2 separate regions of the Anas platyrhynchos genome follow, and region 1 is linked to region 2. The links are chromatin contacts, called in public Hi-C maps. All regions are on one chromosome and are shown on one strand. The core of a region is the stretch at or near the end of the contact, and the rest is flanking DNA. Distances in the headings are between cores, read along the strand shown. Region 1 has its middle 390 kb from the start of CCN6. Region 2 overlaps MARCKS (myristoylated alanine rich protein kinase C substrate).

The links. Hi-C and Micro-C count contacts between places; a contact is called where the count stands out from the background.
Region 1: a contact with region 2 is called in a Hi-C map of F1 follicle, with 4 times the contacts expected there. The contact joins two enhancer-like sites. A contact is called at or near these places in 3 of 8 Hi-C or Micro-C datasets (F1 follicle, F5 follicle and subcutaneous adipose tissue).

The regions. Positions count from the first base shown.
Region 1 is chr3:71,649,368-71,655,569 of IASCAAS_PekinDuck_T2T, forward strand. No RefSeq gene overlaps it. Among named protein-coding and RNA genes, the nearest start is that of CCN6, 390 kb to the right of the region's middle. Within about 2 kb of position 2,539, at least 2 of the 8 cell types and tissues checked have an H3K27ac peak or open chromatin away from gene starts, as enhancers often do. A contact at or near this core is called in F1 follicle, where this site is marked.
Region 2 is chr3:71,056,523-71,062,704 of IASCAAS_PekinDuck_T2T, forward strand. MARCKS (myristoylated alanine rich protein kinase C substrate) reads right to left here. Exons shown (of 3, transcript XM_072036095.1): 3 at 3,927-5,985. The coding sequence ends at 5,215. Among named protein-coding and RNA genes, the nearest start is that of MARCKS, 6.4 kb to the right of the region's middle. Within about 2 kb of position 1,264, at least 1 of the 8 cell types and tissues checked has an H3K27ac peak or open chromatin away from gene starts, as enhancers often do. A contact at or near this core is called in F1 follicle, where this site is marked.

The sequences.
Region 1 (6,202 bases), core at 1,289-3,788, 590 kb after region 2:
TTGCAATAGCTTGTGACTAGCAAACAGACACATGTAAAAACATATTCCCTTAAAAAAAATAAAAAAATAACTGTCTTAAGAGTACATTTTTTCAAAAATGAAAAGTGAAAGCAGAAGCAGCAGTAAAGGATATTTGAAGACAAATTATTTCTTGCTTAAACAGAATAGGTCATTGCTTTGCCATTTTTTCCAAAGCTCTTATTTATTTATTTTTTGTGTTTTCCTTTTATTCCTTCATTCCTTCTCCAATAACAAACAAATCAATCAATGGAAGAACAGGTATGACAAAAAAAAAAAAAAAAAAGTTTTAAATACAAGAAAATCTTCAGAATTACAATCTGTGTCTCTTTTAAAGACCATTTTGGTGATGAAATTTTTAAATGATAGTATTTTGCTTCATAGGTTAACTTTGTTTCCTATATAATGTCCTCATTTTTGGGGGCCATTTAAAAGCAAAGAAGAGTTTCCTAGTTGTGCTTACACAGACATAGCCCTTTGGTCTCTTGGTCAAGCCAAGTTGTTTTCTCCAGTCTGTGACACGGGCAAATCAGAAATTCTTAAAGTATCAAGGTTTTTTCATTCATTAACAGACTTTTTTTTTTTTTTGGTCTCTTTTTATTGCTTGAACATTAGTACTGCTGCGGGCTCTAAGATACCGCTAACCTATCTGATAAATAGATAAATTGCTTAGAGCTTTTTTGTCATTCTCATTCTCATCTGTAATAATTGACTGCACATGTTACTGGACTATGGAGAATAAGGACAGAATTTTCTTCAGAATTGGTAGGGGAAGAATACATTGTTTTCTTAATATATAACTAAATTTCTAGCTGTCTTAAGGAAAAAAAAAAAAAAAAAAAAAAAAAAAAAAAAAAAAGTGGAGTTGTGTCATTGAAAGACTGAATTAAGTCCAGGTCACCAAGATGCGAACCTAGTTAGGATTTGGCTGCCTATAATGAGCTAATATCACAGAGAGGTTTACAGTTGTTGTAATGTGAGGGGAAATTATAATGGAGGCATTTTTTGGTGCCTATTCTAATTAAAAATACTTGCAGCATTGTAGCACCACCTGCAGGAGGCCTTTTATTTTACTAGGGTATACACTGTACAGTGCCTAGGGCAAGTTTGTGTGAGAACATTATAACCCAACACATTAGAAACCTAAAGGTCTTATAAAGGGAATTAAAAAATAATAAAAAAAAAATAAAATAATGGAGAGGAAACCATGTTAGCCCTGCTGCACACATGGCAAAACCATGCAAGATGTATAATGTTCCAGACAGATAATTTTTAGCTCTTGATTTTTAATTGCTTTCTTTTGACTGATTTGATGCAAGAAATTGCTTTTAAAATGAGTTTTCCATTTCATTGGTTAAAATGTGGAGTAGAATACCACGAATTTTCAGGCTGACATAGATGGAAAGATTAGAGGTACATTTAATAGATGAGGTGCACACACTGCCAAAACATTGAGATCCTGAAGCCTGGGCTCTTCTTACAGTCCAAAGCAAGTGCGAAACTGCCCTAAAATGGCAACAAACAGCTTCCCATGCACAGGGGATCTGCCTGAAGACCAGGGTCTGCATGGCTGAGCCTAGGACACCAGCTCAGGTAGTGCCATGGGGAAACTCCTGCCCACACGTGGATTGCTGGACACATGGACAGGAGCCCTTCCCCTGCACAGCCATGATTTTGGGCACCCATCACAGCAAGTCTGAAAGGCTTCAGAGGTTGAGTGGGGGCCAGAAAAGTAATAGAAACTCATGGAATAACCTCTCTCTTTTTTTTTTTTTTTTTTTAATTAACTACAGGAATATAATTCTGATATATTTAAGAATCTGGAGGCCTGAGCATGTCAGTGCTCTCCACCCCTCAATGATAAGGCTGATTTTGATAATTTGGCCACTATGGTCCAGACACAATTAACAGGGGCAGTCCCAAGGTCAGGGCTGGGGACAAATAACGCATTAACATTGACTTCACTGGCAGTCTTTATGACTGAGCCTCAGTGACAGGATCGGGGCAGACTGGGACTTTCACCACCCACATCCAGAAGGATCCAACACAAAAGGGACTGAAACCCCGGAGCGAGGTACTGCTCCCTGCCTCGGGTTCAGGTGAGGAAAACCACTGACACACGACTCCAAGATCTGATTGCTTCTGCAGTTTTCTGCATAGCAGAGATATGAAGCAGTGTCCAAGTCTCCATGAACAGGCAGCCTGTACTTTAGACAAGATATCAGCAAGAGCAACAGACTGTGGAAAATTAGTGGGAAAAGGCAAGAACAAGGACTTGTAATTTGCAATAGCTGGTTATGCTGTGCACATTTCTAGGGTATTTCATGCATGTGTGACTGCAGATACAAAAACACATGTATGTGTATCAGCTTTGCTCCTCAGCTTGCCAGCTTTCGCATACTATAAAACCTTTGGTTTGCTGCTGACTTGACAGTTTTTCATTGTGTATCTCCCTTGCTCAGGGCAGGGGACGTGTGCAGGAGACAGGAATCAGCAAAGGAAGGAGCAAAGACGAAATGATGCAAGCTAAGGCAGAAAGGAAAGGCTCTGCGAGAATGCTGAGTGTAGGGAAGGGATAAGAGCCTGTCTCCTGCTCTGCAGCTTCACATCCCCCCGGGGCCATGCTGCTCCTCCCCAGGTCAGACTGTCTTCCATTGTCCCTGTGCTGAGGACATGAAGAAGGGTTTCAAGGAGACAAAAATGCCTCTGTCTGGACAAAGACTGTGAGAGCAGCACCCCATGAGACCTTGCCTCAGCTCTGAGAATATGTCTCTAACAGCTGATGCTTTTTGTATGTTTGCTCTCTATTTGAGCCGATTTTTAAACCAGTCACTCATGACAGCCACTTCACTAATGCTGGGAGATACAAGGGCATGGCTGGTGAAGGAGTCTTTCAAATAGGTTCTTAATTTTGTGAGGAAGAGCACTAACAAAGCTATTTCTATTTCCTGGCAGCAAATCATCTGGGTGTTACTTTGCAAGCATCTTGAAGGAAAACAGGGTTTGAAGTGTAGATTTATTTTTGAAAGTTACTTTATTTTTGACATTCCCTCTCTTGCACATTTTTTCCCCTCTACCCACCTTCACTCACCTGCTCTGCCTCCCTCTTACTCTACATGTACACATGTGTTATGTGTATATGTATATGTGTGTGTACATGCATATGTCTTTCCTTTCTTTCTTTTTTTTTTTTTTCCTTTTTTCCTCCTGGAGAGTCAAGCTTCAGTAAATTACTGTACAGTCCTGTCTCATAGCAGCTCGCCTGTTACCTCCCCTAGGCAATTTGGTGCCAACTGGATTATATCAGAGCAGTTGCTTTCCCCACAAGAACAGGAGAAGGTGCAGGAGATTAAAATAAAGATCAGCCAACCCTGTAGCACAGCAAATTAGCTCAGGCCATTAAGCATAATGGCCTTCCAGAGGCCACGGAGGTCAGCTATTAGTTCAAAATAATGACCTTCAACCCTGGCAGAAGGAAGTACACAGGCAGACGCCTGTCATTCTCCTGATTCACTTTTTTTAAGATCTACTTCAGTCCACATTTTGTACAGTTAAAGTGTTTAACACATTTAATGGGAGTTGATTTTCCCCCACCCCCCACCCCCCTACCCCCTTTGGATTGACACAAGAGTTTGAAGTTAACCATGTGGAGGCTGCTAAAAGATCCCAGGCAGAGTGAGTCCAATTAACAACATGGAAACACTGCTTGCTTAATTTCCAACCTACTTCAACATCAAAGGTTCAAAAGTTCACTGCAAATGTTCCTGGATTATATTATTTCAGAAAGGAAGAGAGAGAGGGAAAAAAATAAAACATTCCAAAGCTATACAGTATGGACTGCATATCATATGAAATATGAACTGGTTAGGGAAGATGTTGAAAGCGCTGGACTGGGATTCGGGGGATGTAGATTAAATTCCTTGTCTCTGCTGCAGACTTCCTGTGTGGCCTGGAGCAAACTGCGTTACTGGCTCTCTGTTTTAGTTTCAGACACGCGTGGGGTGCAGCTAATGAGTCCTTTCTCCTGCCCTTTGTCTCCTTTCTCTGCTTGGAGATGCTCTTCAGAGAAAGGTCTGCAGAGTTTCTCTTAGGGAGCGTATATACAGAGATGAATACACAATACAGGCTCCATCTCAACTTTAAATACTGAAGAAGGCCTAAAAAATCAATAATTAAAAACAGTAGGTTGGCTTTCAGGAAATTCTTGGCTCTGTCACAAATTTCCTGTGTGACCTTCACCAAGTCATTTAATCTCTCTCCAGTTCAGCTCCACAGCCATAAAAGTACTTCTCGGTAATGCAGTGTGTAATACATCCATTCATATTTGTAAGGCATGCAGAAGCTACAATAGGAGGCCCAAAACACAGCTAGGTTCGTTTCTTTGATGAGTAAAAGCTGGAGAACTTAATCTCATATCACAGCCTCTCTAAGGAGGCTGTCCTTGAACTCTGAGCAGGCACAGTACACTGCCCTGTGATGGAAGCAAAGGCACCATGGATACATTACACTGTATGTGGCCTCCATATGTGTCTCATATGTGTCAAACTGAATCTGAAGCATCCTCTCCCATTCATAATTCATGGTACAAGTTTTTGCTTAGTTAAGGAAGAAAAAAAATAAAAATAAAAATAAAAATAAAAATAAAAATAAAAATAAAAATAAAAATAAAAATAAAAATAAAAATAAAAATAATAAAAAAGACCAATGCCCAAAGACATTTTTTTTTAATTTAAATTTGTGTGAAGGAAAAAAAAAAAAAAAAAAAAAGGATTAGAGGGAAAGGAACAGTTTATGAACTCAACATATGTTTTGAACCCCAATAAGCAGGAGGAAAAGTTCACAAATCATGGAACCCCATTGCTGTCATGCCTTGCTCCAACATGGAGAAGTTTGCCTGAATTTATGACTGTTTACAGCATGAAAGCTACACAGTGTTTGTGGAAGTATAAAAGCTGTTGTTGAGTATCATAAAAAGAATTAAATCACTGAACTGTTTTCACAGAAGGTTGAAAGGTCTGACATAAATCTTCAAAGGGTAAGCGGAAACTCTGTCCTTAATCTGCCCTGTTATGCCGAGGTACTGCAGGCAGCACATATGGTATATAATGTTACCCGGTGCTGAGAAATTTTTATAAAGCCTATAGGAAAAAAAAGCTGATAAGGGTGAAACTGCATCATTAGGTTAATACTAGATTTTTCTGCTTTCATGAGTAGACCTCAAACTATAAAGCTTTTTATTTAAAACTAATATTAATTTTTTAAAAAATACATGAACGTAATTTGGAGCTCCTCACTTCCTTTGGTGGTTTTGTAAATGCACATGTTTTAGAGAGGGAAAAGTATGTGTAAGGGAGGGTTCATATTTGCAATGGTCTCTCCCCTCTCAGCGATACCCATTAAGAAAATTTCCTAACAGTGAGTCGAATTTCACCCTGTCTTCTTTCACTGTGCTGGTGTGAAGGCAACAGCTGCTGAGCAGGGACATGGGTCCAAACTGCAAAATGCCAGATAGCGGTTTTGAGGGAGCTTCAGTGGGATCTGGTCTTTAAAATTACCTCTCATGGTAATACTTTTTCTCAAATATTACAATAAGGCATTGCAGAAAATGAGCTCTTGTCTTACAAAATTCAAAGTAGAGCTTTTGAAATATTTTTAAGCTATGCAAGTGTGAAAAATAGCCAGAAGATCATTTGTATCCCAAGTACCTTGTCAGGATACCATTTTAAGTTTAACAATGACTAAAGATGAAAGCTGTCATTAATTTACACGAATCAAATGCTGATAAGCAATAAATAAATAAATAAATAAAATTAAAATTAAATATTAAATATTGTTAAAGAAAAATTCACTCCCAGGCCAATACTGATGCCAGTCTTTTCTTGCCTGGATTGAATTTTATATTGGAATTATAATATAAACCTCTGAAAAGAGCATTTACAGTGGAAACACTGACGAACTGAACTGGAGCATGCTACGGGTGCCTTTATAAACATACCAGGCATGATGGTTTTGAGCCAAAAAAAGTGCTTCTTAAAAAATGTATTAAAAATTAATTTATTCCTTATGCATGTCTAAGTTAAAACTTCTCAGCATGAGCTTTATTAATTCCCTCAGGGCTCTTCTCTATCCATTGCAGACAACAAAAATGTACTCTATATAAGACATACTGGTATAGCACAGCCCT
Region 2 (6,182 bases), core at 14-2,513:
ATCAGTATCAGCTATCTCATTTGGGTCTTTCCAACTGTAAGTAGCAACGTCCTCTTTCATCCAGTGTGTTTGTAGTCCTGGTCTGGACAGACAAGTCATCCTGAAACAAAGACTTAGGACAAAAATGTATAAATAATACCTGTGGCCCTCCTTAAGACTTCAAAACATTCTGCACACATTATCCAAAGCTTTACATCATCTCTGTCAGATAACATCCATATGCGAAAATAGAGGCATTGAAAAGCTGGGTGTGGTGCTTTGATACAGAAGGTGTACTTAACAACACAGTTAGTCCAGACTTACAAATCCCTAACTCTGGGCTTTAACCACTGAGCAACACTGTGGTCGCTTATCTGTTCAGCTGTACCCATCACTTTACTCTCATCACTGATACTCCTCTGATTGTCCCAATATGCAACGTTCTCACTCTGGAGCCATCTCATCTCCAAAGCTGTCTCAGCAAACATATCGTGAAACATGCTGCTACAGCTTCCCTTTCTGCATCTCCAAACAGGCATCATGCCTTAGAAGCACACCACACACTGGCTCTCCCAAGGCTAAGCTAACACATACTTTTAGTAACGTGGTACTTTACTGCAGCAGCACCTCTTACACTATTTTATTCATGTAACAGCAGGCTGCTCAGCCTGTTTTTCTCTGCCCTGTTGGATTGGTTGCAATTGCAACAGTTCCCATTCATTGTCAATTAGCTGAGGTCCTCTGCATTGTAAAGAGGGCAAATTAACCCCAATGTCTACAGTATGTTATAAACACAATATACTATTTGCACTTGCTGTTTACTTCAGGAAGAAAACTTTATTCTATCCCAGTGATCAGAGCATGGTAAAAAAGCTGTCATAGCCTCAAAACAGGCTGCTTTCAACCAAACTGCACCATCATGGAAAACACATCTTACCTTAGCTCCTTAAAACCTAATAAACACTGAAATGAGTTGGGTATCACAAATGTCGACCTTTTACCACTCTTTTACTATACATGTAGCATAAATACTGAATTCACAGTACTGATTTTGCAGAAAAGTATCCATTGGTATTACAGTTTCAGACTAGAATGTGTATTGTGCTACGTTTTGTTTTAAATGCCAAACAAAAGGACTTGCAACTTAGAAAAACCCAAACAAAGAAAGCAGATGAAAACCTTTGACCTTCCCCTAATCGCCTGTAAGTGCAGTTCAAGAGTTAGCTGTTTGGAACAGTATTAGATAACAAAAAATGTTCCTGAAACGGCACCAGCATAGTTCCCCTCACAGAATGAAGGAGCAAACCACTCCTATGTACAACATCGCATCGAGCACAGCCAACGGGAGCTCTTAGGGACGTCACAAGTTGGTATGTGAGCACTTGATTTTCACACAGCAGTTGTGCACACAAGCTGGAAGGTGAGCACTCTCCAGCAGAAGCCAAAGCCCACACTTGACATCCCTCACCCACCTTGCCTTTTTTTTTTTTTCTCCCTCTTTTCTTGCCTCGTTTCCTTGCCTGAAGGCAAGGTTTCTACCATTTCACATTAGAAACTATCAGGCCCAGATACAAAACTCAAGTTTTTGAGGTCAGACACTGCGATTTGGAGAGTCTGAAATCAAGCATAGATATTAGTAAGACAGGCATGAAATCTGGAAGGACTTTTGTACACCCAAGTTTTGACCTCAGACAAGGAAGATGATTGCCTCCGTCTAAGGAAATAAACAGAAAAGAAGCAAATGTCTAGAGTCCTTATTCAAACAAAATTAGATTTCAGCCTAAGTTTTACCTAAAATTTTGACATTGTTCCAGCACAGCCTTGTTCACAGAAACCATAACATTCCACTTAAAAAGAACCCCAACAACCCATAAGACAGGCAAATGAGCTTGAAGCCACACATTTTAAAGTCACATGCATTTGAATTTTGAGAAAATTTGTTGAAATTACAATACTTATTATGATTAGCATTTTCACCAAGGCATAACAGCAAGTGATGGAGTAAAAAAAGGCATAAAGGTTTCTTGGTAAAAAGATTAACCATCTCACCAGATGGTTAACACCCAACCCCTCCATTTTCCTCATAGAAAAATGAGGGTAATCTACAATCGCATGGGAGCGACCAGCCAGCCCCTTGGGGACGAAGTGGGGACAGATGCTGTGGCACAATCCTTTTGCAGAAGGAAGCAGCTCAAAGCTCCATTTCCACCATTCCAAACCCAGGCAGATTCCCGTCTTCTTAAACTGCATGGTTGAAAAGAAGCATTGCTGGAACCACGTTTTAGCACACACTGGACTGCTGCGAGCAGAACAGCAGGCCACGTAAGTGATCTTCTTAAGCCTTATTTTTGAAACTGTACTGGTATTAGGCTTGGAAAGCAACTCCAAGTCAAGCCAAGTTATGGAATTACAAAGTCCCAGCCAAGGATCCTGGCTGCTGTGGTAGAAGTGATTCTGCACCACCAGGAACTGGAAGCGTTTCAGGAAACAACACCAGCTGAGCGAGGAACAAACACAAAAGTTTCAGCCAAGCAGGTTGAGAAAAAATGGGAGAACTTTACTGGAGATTATTTTCTTCATATGTACACGTATAGTTCAACAAAGGGAAAAAAAAATCAAAGAAATTCAGACTTCTCTTTAAGAATCCTTGAATTTAAATATATATATATTTATTAAAAAGAGACATTGACTCTATGGCCAAGACATCATGCGTCTTAGAACAGGTTTTTACAGCCATGTTATAAAAACCCCTTAGCAAAGCAGTTATGCACTAGACTTCAAACACATGTACTCCAAGAATGACACTGGTGTGGAGGATCTTGTTTTACATCCATTTATTTTTGTCCCTCAGCAATTATAGCATAGTTTCAATACATTTCTAAAGCTATAGAGAAATACCAGGGCAACTAGAGTACATACAAGCCAAAGTTAAAATGGTAGACAGCTGAATTAAAAAAAAAAAAAAAAAAAAAAAGGAAAAGAAAAAAGAAAAAAAAAGAAAAAGTACGCATTCAGCAGGAAATCTACTATACTTCATTCAGTTTAGGCTTTGTTCTTTAGGGAACAAGGTGCTAACGTGCCATTTTCTCATAAAATGAATCATAATTGCTTCCAAAGAGTTTCTGCTGAAAATTTAGGTGGAAGCAAATAAGTGTAACACTAAACTTTCTCCTATAAACTTAGAAGCAACACTTTCTTGAATCAATTTCCACCCTCCAAATACCACTACTGCTTTTCTTACATGAGCCCACTGTTTTATTAAGGCATAATATGCCCTGAGCAATATGCTGGAAATTAGCCAAAGAGCCTAACAATTAAAGGCAAGCACCAAGTAATTATTTTTATAGACAAATTTCGAAATCTGTTCTGTAACTCACCTGCAGTTGGGAGTAGCACTTGAGGAAAAAAAGAGAAAATATTGCTTTTAATTACTTCGAGCAGAATGGCAGTGTTAATACCCCCTTTCTCCCTCCAGGCTAAAGTTTTCGATCTAATCATCTAGGAACCTAAGCAGGGACAGCATACTAAGACATAAATGGGACGTCTGTTCAAGAGCTTAACTTTTAGGCAACGCGGCACAAAAAAATTTCAGCGCCCCACCCTAAGCAATTCAAATTACATCTCATTTTCCTCAAGAGGCAAGAATCTCATATGCTGGATACCTCTGGTCTTAAAGCAAGATGGAGCCTGGACAACAGAATCGCACACTGTACATGCTCAGACTGCCTTCCAGCCTTCTTTTTAAAGCCAGGAAACCTGCGAGTTACCTGGCTCGCTGCTCAATTTCTCTACAATAAGCGCAGCGTTACACAGTCTGGGATCTAGGAAGGCAGCTTGCAAAGCCAGTGCTAACAGCGCACATCATCACTTTATACAAATTTAGGCTTGTACAATACTGGCTGGCCCATTTAAGTTACCAGAGTATCCATGAAAGAAACACAACCAAATTATACATTTTATTCACATTTATTTTTCGCTTTTAGTGTGCTCACAGAAAATTAGAACACCTTAAGCAGGAGTTTAATAGCAATTTTTGTAAGCAAAGTTACATTCCATCTCTAAGTCAAATTGGTCAAAGCTTCTCCAGTATTTACAAAAACATGATAGACAAGATGCTACACCAAAAAAAAAAAAAAAAAAAACATTGCATCTGAAGAGTTTTCCTTTATTTTCAAAGACAACTGGAAAAGAAAGCAGTCTGCTGTAATCAAAAACATACCACAGTATAAACAGTAACCATTCCACTTATCACAGCTTGGTTGAGTTTAAAATTTGTGTTTAAAAGGTCCAAGATGACTGCAGTTTTACAAAAATGGGCAGGGTGGAAAGAGTTGCAAACTTCATGTGCTTCTGGATATCAAGATTTGTTTTTATACAATAGTCACAGTTAAAAACACCCTGCTGGTAATACATAATTACACTTTATTAAGGTCATAAACCAGCAATAAACAATAAAGCCTATACAACTTGTATTTCTACTTAATCACTGACTGATACAGCTAACATGAGATAAGTGAAAAGTTCCTATGGTTTAAATGAATTCCTAAGACTATGATCTCTTTATCTGGGTATTGATTTTTTTTTCCTTTCCTTCTTAATCAAGACTTGTAGTGTTGTAAACCTTATAGAACATCTGCCTCACAAAATACATCGTAATAACTTTCTTTTAAAAAAAGACTAACCCCTTACATCATTTCTCGTGGCACGTTCTCTTGGCAATGGATGCGCGCCACGGATCCCCCACTGTGGCCCCTTATCACTTCATTTGATATCCCTTATTGACCCACCCATCTCCTTCATATATGGGCATGTCCATAGACTGACAAAGAAAGTTTACATTTCGAATAAAGATGCAAAGTATGCCAAAAAATAAAAGTTAAAAAAAAATTAAACGAAACCAAAAAACCAAAAAACATTAATACTGATGCAAAAAAAAAAAGGAAAAAAAAAAAAAAAAAAAGGAGGAGGAGAGAAGGAAGGAGGCGGAGGGAGGCGTCGAGGCCCTCCTCCGCCCGTTGGAATGGTGGTAACAGAATTGATTTGAGATGGGAAAAAAAATAAAAAATAACAAAAAAAAAATCTGCGGGGAGAGAAAAAAAAGAAACGAGACATCTTTTAAATCAATCCCTGGTTGTAGACAAGTTCTCCGAAAACCAGTACCTGGCACCACTCCAACAAACAAACAGGGGGGGGAGAAAAAAGTTCGTCGGCGAGGGGGCGGCGGCGGGCGCTGCTCTACTCCGCCGGCTCGGCGGCGGGGCCCTCCGGACTGCTCTCGGAGGGGGCCTCCTGCCTCGCCGCCTCCTCCGCCGCCGAGGCCGCCTCCTGCTCGCCGCTGCCCGAGGCCTCGCTCGTGGTGGTGGTGGTGGTGGCGGCGGCGCCGCCCGCCTCCTCCGCCGCCTTGGCCGCCGCCTGCTGCTGCTGCTGCTGCTCCTCCGCCGCCGCCGGGGCCTCTTCTCCCGCCGCTGCCTTCTCGGGGGCGGCCTCGTCCGATTTGGCCTCCTGCGAGTCCCCCGCCTCCTCCTTGGCCGCCTCGGGGGCGGCCGCGCAGGGCTCGTCGGCGGAGCCCTTGGCCTCGTCGCCGCCCGCCGCCTCGGGGGCCGCGGCCGCCGCCTCCTCCTTCCCGCCCTCCGCCGCGGTGGCGGCGGCGCCGCCCTCGCTCTCCGCCCCCTCGCCGGCCTCCTTTTTGTTCTTTTTGAAGGAGAAGCCGCTGAGCTTAAAGGACTTCTTGAAGGAAAAGCGCTTCTTTTTTTTTTTCGGGGTCTCGCTGCTGGACGAGGGGGTCGCGCCCTCCTCAGTCTTGGGGGAGGCTTCGCCCTCCGCCGGCGAGGCCGGCTCGGTGCTCTCCGCCTCGGCGGCCTCCTTCTCGGAGGCGGGCTCCGACGAGGCCGCCTCCTCCTTGCCCGTCTCCTCGGCGGGCGCGCTGCCGTTCGCCTGCACCTCCTCCTTGCCCGCCTCCGCCGCCGCGGGGGAGGCGTCGCCGTTCACCTTCACGTGGCCGTTCTCCTGCAAGACAGCGACCGCGTTACCGGGGGGGAGCACCGAGACGACGCCTCCCCCGCGCCCTCCCCGCGACGCCCGGCCCGGCCCGGCCCGGCCCGGCTCAGCCCAGCCCGGCTCGGCTCAGCCCAGCCGAAGCCCGCTCCGGGCGGGCTCCCCCGCGGAACGGCCGCCAGGGGGCGCCGCGGCTCCACCGACGGCCC